Regions from separate parts of the Mus musculus genome. Here region 2 is linked to region 1. Evidence: chromatin contacts called from public Hi-C data. All regions are on one chromosome and are shown on one strand. Each heading gives the region's core, a stretch centred on a gene start, on an enhancer-like site or on the middle of the called end of the contact. The rest is flanking DNA. Distances are from core to core; before and after follow the strand shown. Region 1 has its middle 44 kb from the start of Gm13491. Region 2 has its middle 22 kb from the start of Rbm43.

Evidence for each region. Hi-C and Micro-C count contacts between places; a contact is called where the count stands out from the background.
Region 2: a contact with region 1 is called in a Hi-C map of cranial neural crest, with 4 times the contacts expected there. The contact joins two enhancer-like sites. A contact is called at or near these places in 1 of 39 promoter capture datasets (the 3T3-L1 cell line) and 1 of 484 Hi-C or Micro-C datasets (cranial neural crest).

What each region holds. Positions count from the first base shown.
Region 1 is chr2:51,564,668-51,568,833 of GRCm38.p6, reverse strand. No RefSeq gene overlaps it. Among named protein-coding and RNA genes, the nearest start is that of Gm13491, 44 kb to the left of the region's middle. Within about 2 kb of position 2,808, at least 7 of the 459 cell types and tissues checked have an H3K27ac peak or open chromatin away from gene starts, as enhancers often do.
Region 2 is chr2:51,911,292-51,915,704 of GRCm38.p6, reverse strand. No RefSeq gene overlaps it. Among named protein-coding and RNA genes, the nearest start is that of Rbm43, 22 kb to the left of the region's middle. Within about 2 kb of position 2,829, at least 29 of the 459 cell types and tissues checked have an H3K27ac peak or open chromatin away from gene starts, as enhancers often do.

The sequences.
Region 1 (4,166 bases), core at 1,559-4,058:
ATATAGTCATAAGATAACCTAATGGATATTTGAAAAATATTTGTGCTTTTATACCTTCATTAGCCTGTCCTAGAGTTTGATTAAGCTACCAAGAGTCACAACCTTAAAGAAAACTGATTTTCCGTTCCTCCATCAGCTGTGAATCACCAATAGCTCCTCAGCTAGGGGAGGGCTCTTCCTAGCTTGAGCCATCACAGGATTCCTCATGTGATCGCAATCTCTGTGACTTCTTATGTGGAGTCTGGAGAACACCGTGTCCTTGTAGTTATTCACCACCCCTGGCTCTTACAAACTTCCCATCCCTTCTTCTGCAATGATCTCTGAGACATAGGGGACATGGAATAATATAAATGTTTCATTTAGTGCCAGCCTCGGAAGTTTTTCATGTGTACAACACAATATATGTACCAAGAATAATTGGTGCATTCTCCAATCTTTTATTGTCTGCAGACCTTTGTGTTAATTTATTTGAGGAAGAAGCTGCTCTGATGTGGGTTAATAGATGCACTGATCTATGGGCATAGTGATAATTCATTATGTTTAAGAATATGTTCCTCTAGATGAAGAAGAGGAGGAGGAAGAAGAGGAGGGGAGAGGGATGGAGAGGAGGAAGGAGAGAGAGGGGGGAGAGAGGGAGAGGAGGAGGATACACTACTAGAGCTTTTGATCTATATATATAGCCACAGACTCTTGCCCTAACAAATGGTACAAAGTTATGGTTTCTGTATCACGGAGAAGGTCTTAAATCTGGTCAAAAAGTGGTTGGTTACTCCCATAAAAATTTTACCACTATTGTGTCAGCATATCCATCCTGCCAATACTGTCTTTACTGAAGTTCCCATTATTTTCAGCCTTGTAAGACTTACAGTTACTTTTGTCCTGTTACCATGCATAGCACACATCAGCACAACCAAAGTTAGCCAGTAGAGATGCAGCTTCTTGGTATCAACTTGATTCTTTCGTGTGTTACGACTCAAGTAGTGGTGTCTTCATCAACAGGAAATATTCATACTCCCAATCTCTTCACAGAACTATGTAGAATCCATGTCTATGACTCTACATGTAAGGTTCAAGGTGGGTAGAATATCAAGCCAGTTTGTGGATGAGCTGCCTGGTGAGAGGTTTATGATAGCCTGTGGTAAGTGGTATATGGAGTCATATCCATATATCTTGCTATATACTTGATGATTTGTAACTACTCCACAGGGGTTTTACAGCTAAAAAACTGGACGTAGAACTATCTATGCATTTTCAGTATGATAAAAGAACTTTTAGTCGTTGAAGTCATGAAATTAGAATATAAAACTGTCTTTGTGAAATGGGATGTATACAATATGGTAACATTTGGTAGCTTTTTAATAAGTGAGTATTAGAAGGTATATACTTGAAATTTTACTTTAAAAATAGACACCTATTAGCTTCCAAAATATGTCACTGCACTGGAATTAGTATTGGATTGTTGTTGCTAATGTTTTAAAAACAATTTCTCCATTTGCAACAGACACACTCTAAATATTTACAGCAGTTAGCTCTGCAAAAAACCTTTAGATGAGTCAAATAAATAATTTATTAAAGTGTCAGTTACATAGTAAATTATTAGGAAGATGGGAATGTTTAAGAATAACCACAGTATAAAAACTCAAGTGGTTCTCCTTAAGTGGTTCATAATTTCCTTGCCCCGTTAGTTCCCTCTTGCCCCTTACCCATAAGCTGCAAGTTAATAGAAAACAGGGATCTGCGTGTATAGACTCAGGAGATTACATTTGTGGATCCAAAGATTGGTTATTTTATTCCGTTTATTTGGATTTCAGGAAAGCAGGAAACACATTTAACCCTTAAACATCATGGGAATAGGTCATATAACACAGTCACGAACCTCTCACAACAAATTAAATATAGCCAGGTGTGAGGGAAAATAAATTCCATATGTTAAAAATTATTTGAAGAGATAGAATTTCACTTGAAAATATAAATGGAATTTGGGGGTCCTTTCATTAAAAGATTTATTAAACTGTAACATGTCCAATAACCAGTGCTTATGTGAAAAATATGGTGAAGTCACCACTATAGCCAAAAAATACCACTGAGTATATACTCGAAGGCCTTGTTCACACTAGAGCTAAGCTTCTGCTTGCTTGAAGTGGACATCTTTCCCTTTTCTGTGTTAGGCTATTTACTGGGTTCTTTAAAATTTCTCGAGGGTGGTAAATGTTCTAGAAACTTCTTTAATCTTGAAAGAAAGCAATGTGTCACGATCTGTGGTTTCAAATGGAGTTCCTCTCCTACTGATGAAGAGCTAACTACATGCTTGCCTCTTGTCAGGTACTTTACATATGTAAGTCTGTTCTGTTCACATCTCAAGCTTATGCTGTTCTACTGATGTCCTCCTAGACCAGGAATGGAGGTGGAAGATTTAGCACCTTGGTTTTTCCCATCCTGTAGAGAGTGAGTGCAGAGTCCAGTTCTCCCTGGTTACAGAGCACTTGAGTAGGCCGTGTTGTTTCCTTATGAAGAGAATGTTAAAGACAATGAAAGGAGAGCAGCAGAACGTTGTGGAATGGTGGAGAGGAGATGCCTAGACGAAGCTACTTGGCTGTATCTTCATTGGCTAGGTGCTTCCTTGGCTGGACATCAGCCATGATTTATGCTTTGCCAGGCTTAAACGCTTATGATATAGTCTAGTAAGTGCATTCCAATTTTATAGACAGGAAGCCTCATTACCTGAAAGTCCCAAGGTCAGACCACTAATGAGTGGGAGGACCAGCTTTGCAAACCCTAGACTCTGTGCTTTTTCTTTCCTTTCCCAGGAGAGGAGGGAAAAATATCCACAAATGCTACACACAGGGTTGGTCTGCAAAATATACCAGACACATCCAAATCTACTGATCCTAACCATTTCCTTCTGAACTCTAATCAGTTCTTAGTTCATTTCATTTCACTCTGCTCAGTCTATACGAACTAATCAGAATGGCTCCAAAGGCTCCTCTAGGGAGGAAGGGCACAGGAATGGGGATGGGGGTGGGAGGTAGGCATGGCTAGCATCAAATCTTTCCAGACCTCCTTTCTTATCTACTTTAGTTCTAGCACAACTTCATTTAAGCCCAAAGCAGCAGAACCTGTTCATAAACATTGCAATAGGTTAGCTGTCAGGAGCAAAAGCCTTCCCGTGTGAATATACAGAGGGAAATGTTAAAGCTTATTTTGTTAAAATCAAGCCTGAACCAAATCAGCTCCTTCTCTTTCCACATGGCTCTCTGGACTCCTGGGATTGTATCAAGTAGACAAAGAACCTCTGAGACTCTGTAGCAGAGTGTGAACTGAAAGAAAGACTGACTCTAGTGGTTGGCTCTGTAGTTTGGGTATGAAGTGAATCCTATAGAAAGGTTCATGGGATGAAAGGCTGGTCCCCAGGGCATAGTACTACTATAAGAAGTTCTAGAAAGTTGATGAATTGGTACCTACCTGAAGGAAGTAGGTCACTAGTGGTGTGCCTTTGGGGATCATGTCTGGTTTTCATCCTCTTCCTCTGTGCCACATGTTCCTCATGCCATGCTGTTCTTCTTAACCATGGACTCCGAGTCTGTATCCAAGATCTGAGAACTTCTGAAACCATGAAGCAAAATAAGTCTGACGTCCCTTTAATTATCTTTCTTAGTTGTTATGTCAAAGAGGTGAGAAACTAGTACAGCCAGCAAACACTCTTATCATATAAGCTCCCCACATTGTGATTTTGTAGCGAGAGTGTTTATCCATCCAATAATGGTATAGCACTGACAGTGGAAGCTAGAGAGCGTAAAGAGAACAATAGTTCCACAGCAAGGACCACAAGCTCTCACTAGGCTCTCAATCCAACACGCAGCCCATGTCAGAAGTAAACTGTGTTTAACTTTAAAGAATAGAAAGACTGAAAACACATTGAGTAGTAAATGAACTGAGTTTCTGCCATATTGGTTTTCTTAGAGGGATGAGTTTGTTAAGCACAGTGTGCTGGTACAGGCACCGAGGGACACCCTGACAACACCGTCAACAAGGGAGAGTTCCCAACAGGTTCCTTTCATTGTCATTTGAGAATGACTTTATGTGAGCAGACAGAAACCACAGGTAGAGGGAAACAATGTTTCTTTTTCTGTGAGTAGCTTAAGTCACTTATATGGTTGTCTCCCGTA
Region 2 (4,413 bases), core at 1,580-4,079, 350 kb before region 1:
GATCCTGGCCTTGAGAATTTTTAAAATGCATTTATATGATTTTCTTTTATATCACCTCACCTCTGTTCTTTTGGTGTGCCATGACAAAAGCCAGGAACTGTTCATTACCTTAGAGTAGGCCTTCTTTACCTTCCCCAGGCCGACCTGAATGTGGTCATGAATGTCACCAAGGAGCAGCAGTGTGAAGCATGAGATGTTGGCACAATGGAAGTGCTAGGGACCAGTGGCCAGAAATTCCAGCACAAACAATGGTGATGTCACTGTGAGTGATGGACTGTGACATCCTCATTAGTAATCTGAGGACTCAAATGAATGGGTAAACTGTTAGCTTCTGACTCTTAACTTGGATTTCAGTGTAATCTCTCAATATTAAAGAGACTCGCTGCTCAGGAGTGTGTTGTAGGTGACTTAGCTGGGCTGTCCTTGAGTGGGAACTAGTTTCTCCAGGATTGGCTTTTTTGTTTCAAAATTGGGTTGAGACTCAGAAGCAGTTACAATCTGATAAAGCACTAGAGGGCGCCAGACCCCTTTGTGAGGAATTCTTTGTCCTGCAGAGCCTGTCAACCTGTGACTTCAGGGATCAGCCTGAGTCCATTGGCAAGATTACACATGCATTAGAAATGCAACAATCACAGACTTTAGAGAGTAAAGTTACGATTGCACATTAAAACGGACTTGAGAGACCTATTACCTAAGACAATCTATGGACCTTACTTGAGTCATAGAGCAAACATCATTCTTAAAGTGATCTTTGTGAGACAACCAGGGAAATTCGATCAGGAATAAAAGTTATATTATGGAATTATTATTTGTTTTATTAGGTGTGGTAATGGTATCTTGGCAATGCTAAAAATTCCTTAACTATTAATGTTTTCATGGAATCACTTGATGCCAAAACTCATTATAAAATATTCTACAAAGGGGTTGGAGAGATGGCTCAGCAGTTAGAGCACTGACTGCTCTTCCGAAGGTCCTGAGTAATCCCAGCAACCACGTGGTGGCTCTCGACCATCCGTAATGAGATCTGGCGCCCTCTTCTGGTGTGTCTGAGGACAGCCACAGTGTACTTACATATAATAAATAAATCTTTAAAAATATTCTACAAAGGTGGGATGCAGCTTAGTTATAGATAGTTGTCTAGTATCTACGATAAAGTGATAAGGTGTGCTCATATCCCTGACTCTCTTTCTGTCTCTCTCTGTCTCTCTCTGAGTAGTGGATAATAGAAGACATTAGACGGATATTAGCTTGATAGTTGTTGGAACAGGCGTTCATTGAAGCATTTGTTGTACTTTTGTGAGTTTCTGAAAAATTCTGTGAGAAATAAAGATGAGGTCTGGAGAAGTGTTTCAGCTGACGGGGTGAGTTTGACAATCTGAGGTTGCTTCCTGGAACCCACAGGGCAGAAGGAAGAACCCTCTGATCACCACACATGCAGTGTGTGCTAAACACACACACACACACACACACACACACACACACACACGAGAGAGAAAGGGAAGATGAAAATGTACTATATATATTTCAATGTGTATTTATACTTTAAAATTTTGTTTTATACACACACACACACACACACACACACATATGATATGCCTTTCTTAGCTTACAAAGTCAGATGTACAAGAAAATAGTACTCCCCCCCCCCATACTCCAGTACTTTCAATTTCTAGTTTGAGCCTCTTTTCTAGATGTCAGAAATGAACATCATTTATGCCAGACTTCCCTGGTATTTCACTATCAGAAACATAACCCAAGAGAGTCTGGGATATCTCCTTTTTCCACAGCAGAATTGCAGAGTGGGAGTCAGGGCATGCAGGGGGTGGTGGGAGTTTGCTGATGGATCTAGTGTGTCATCTTAGGTCAAAAATCTCTTAAGTCCATTTTGTTCTTCTCTTGTATCCTTGTAAACAATAGCCACATTGTCTGATGAAAGTCTGCAGGGGCTCCCGGGTCTGCCTCTCAAATGGACCCCCAAGCCTCTCTTGAAACAGAAGTCATACCTGGAGGTTTCCCTCTGGCCTTCTTAGCTCCATGGCTCGGTCATTTCTGACGGGCCACACCTATGGCAGGTGTGGTATGGCGGCCTTGAGAATTCTAGGATACTTGCAGCTTCCACAGGTCCAATAGGAGAATAATTACTCTGGCTTTTAAATCTTCTGACACATCTAGGCTTTTAAAGGGTCCCAACAGGGTGAAAGGCTAGGGTGTGGGTCAATGGTATAATGCATGGCTAGCATGCGCACAGTTCCACCCCCAGCATCATACACACAAAAGGTAGTTAGGAATGTGGGGTCGGGACTTGAATAGACCTGTGTTCTGACCCAGAACCTATGCCTTAAGTGGGTATCAGGTATATACTTAAGTTTTTTTTTTTTTATTTTTATACAACATGTTAGTATTTATAAAGCAGAGTCAGTGAAATTTTGCTTAAACAAGACTAAGTACAACAAAAAGAATTTGGACCTTCGTATAAAACTCATACATGACAGGCATTTAAAAAAACATTATTAGCAAAAAGACAACAAGCAGGAAAAGCCTCTTATCTAATTTTTCCACCTGGTTACTGGATCTTTCTCCTAAGACTTAGTAAGCTATTAGCTCGGGCCTTAAAGGGCCGTGTGGGAATCCAGGTGGAGCCCCAGGCACCAAAGCTGCCACGACTTAGGAAAAATGTTCTCTCTGGCATCCAGTCCGAGGTCTGTGGAGCTGAAACTCCCCTGGTATTTTAAGAAAATAACTGGGAAGCTTTCGTTCCCAGTGCGGCCCATCCTTTATGAGCTGTCAGTGGAAAGGAAGCAGATGAAAGAGGGGGTGGGGGGAATTCTTACAGTATCATGTCACTGTGGCCTCAGGGAAACAGAGGAGAAGAAACCCAAGCAATTCATAGTGGACAAGCTTCCAGATGTTTATTGTCAAGACTTCTGCTCAGGATAGAAAGAAAACCTTAACTGTGCTATGTCCTTCTGCACTGTAAGAAAAAGCCACTCTTCGTTCCTCGGGTCTTCCTACCTTGATGGCCTCTGCGGTCTGGTCCAGAGAAGGAAGATGGCGGGTTGGCTGTTCTGTTTCTCTGGGATACCTGGACTGAAACTCCAGGCTAAACTACTGCTGACGCCTTTCTGATCCTGGACGTTAGGTTCCAGTCCCTCTGGAAAGAGACGTCCAGTTTGGGATTAGTTTTCTTCTACACGCAGGATGGATGGCGTTGAGAAGGTACCAGGAACAGGCTCTGCGTGAGAAATCCCGTTCTTACACACACATGCTCTATATCCAGATGCAATCTTTTAATTAATCATAGGAGCTCAGAGCGCTCAGCTGCATTTTAATGCTTTTAAAGTACGTTCAGTGGGGGAAAAAAAGCTTCGTTTTTTGAAATCAATGGTTATTATACTGTTTCTTAACAGAAACCTTTCAAGTCAGGATGTCTTAAAGAGTGCATTTGGAGAGGGGGGGGTGCTGTGAAAGTTTCCTTTTAATGCTATAAATCTTGTGATTACATTGGGTGCCCTCAGATAATCCAGATAAGTCCTCTATCACAGAGTTCACAGCATGTTCACATCTGCAAAGTCATTTTGCCTTATAAGGTAGCATATTTACAGCCTTTGAAGACTAGCGCTGGATTCTTTCTGAACCATTATTCAACCTACCACAGTGTACTTCTGACCACCAAAGATTTATTTCCCTTTCTCACGCAGGATATATTCATCCCCTCCTACTTGCCTCTGAAAGGCTCAACCCAAAATATAAAATGTCATCAATTCAAAGTCCCAGATCTCAACAGGAATGGGTGAGGCCATCACAGGCCTTTCTGAGGCAAGAGTCATTGCAGTCAGAGAACATATGCATCTCAAGAAGTGCTTTCTCTACTCCTCCGCAGTGGTGGGGCTGGCGGTAGGATTGGGTAAGATGCATTCCAGGGAGTCCTGGAAGGGGTAAAGATACCACCTTCTACCAAGCAAGGTCAAAACCAGGCTGGGATGACAGCATCGGGTTTCACAGCCTGGGAAAAGTCCTCCTCATATTGTAGCTCCATGCTCTGCGCTTGAGTCGTTCTCTACAGAATATTCTTCATGAAGAAAAGCCGGTGTTTGCAGATGAGCACTTTTGTAAGTCTGCTTCCTGCCTGGAGAACTTTTGAAGTCTTAACTCCTCGCGCCCTCCGCTTCTTCCATTTGGTCCCCGCGTTGGTTGTCTGTAACAAGTGCCCGGGATGAAGGGCTGATAGAAATGAAAACGGAACGAGTTTTACTTTGGCCTGCAGTGTTTGACACTTTGGACTTAACTTTGGGGTTGGTTCCGTGGTTCCGATGCTTTTGGGTCTGTGGTACAGCCGCAATTGTGGCGGAGAGTCCGTGAGGGAACAAGCTGCTCAACTGGCAGTGGCCAGGAAGCAAAAAGAGAGGAGACCAA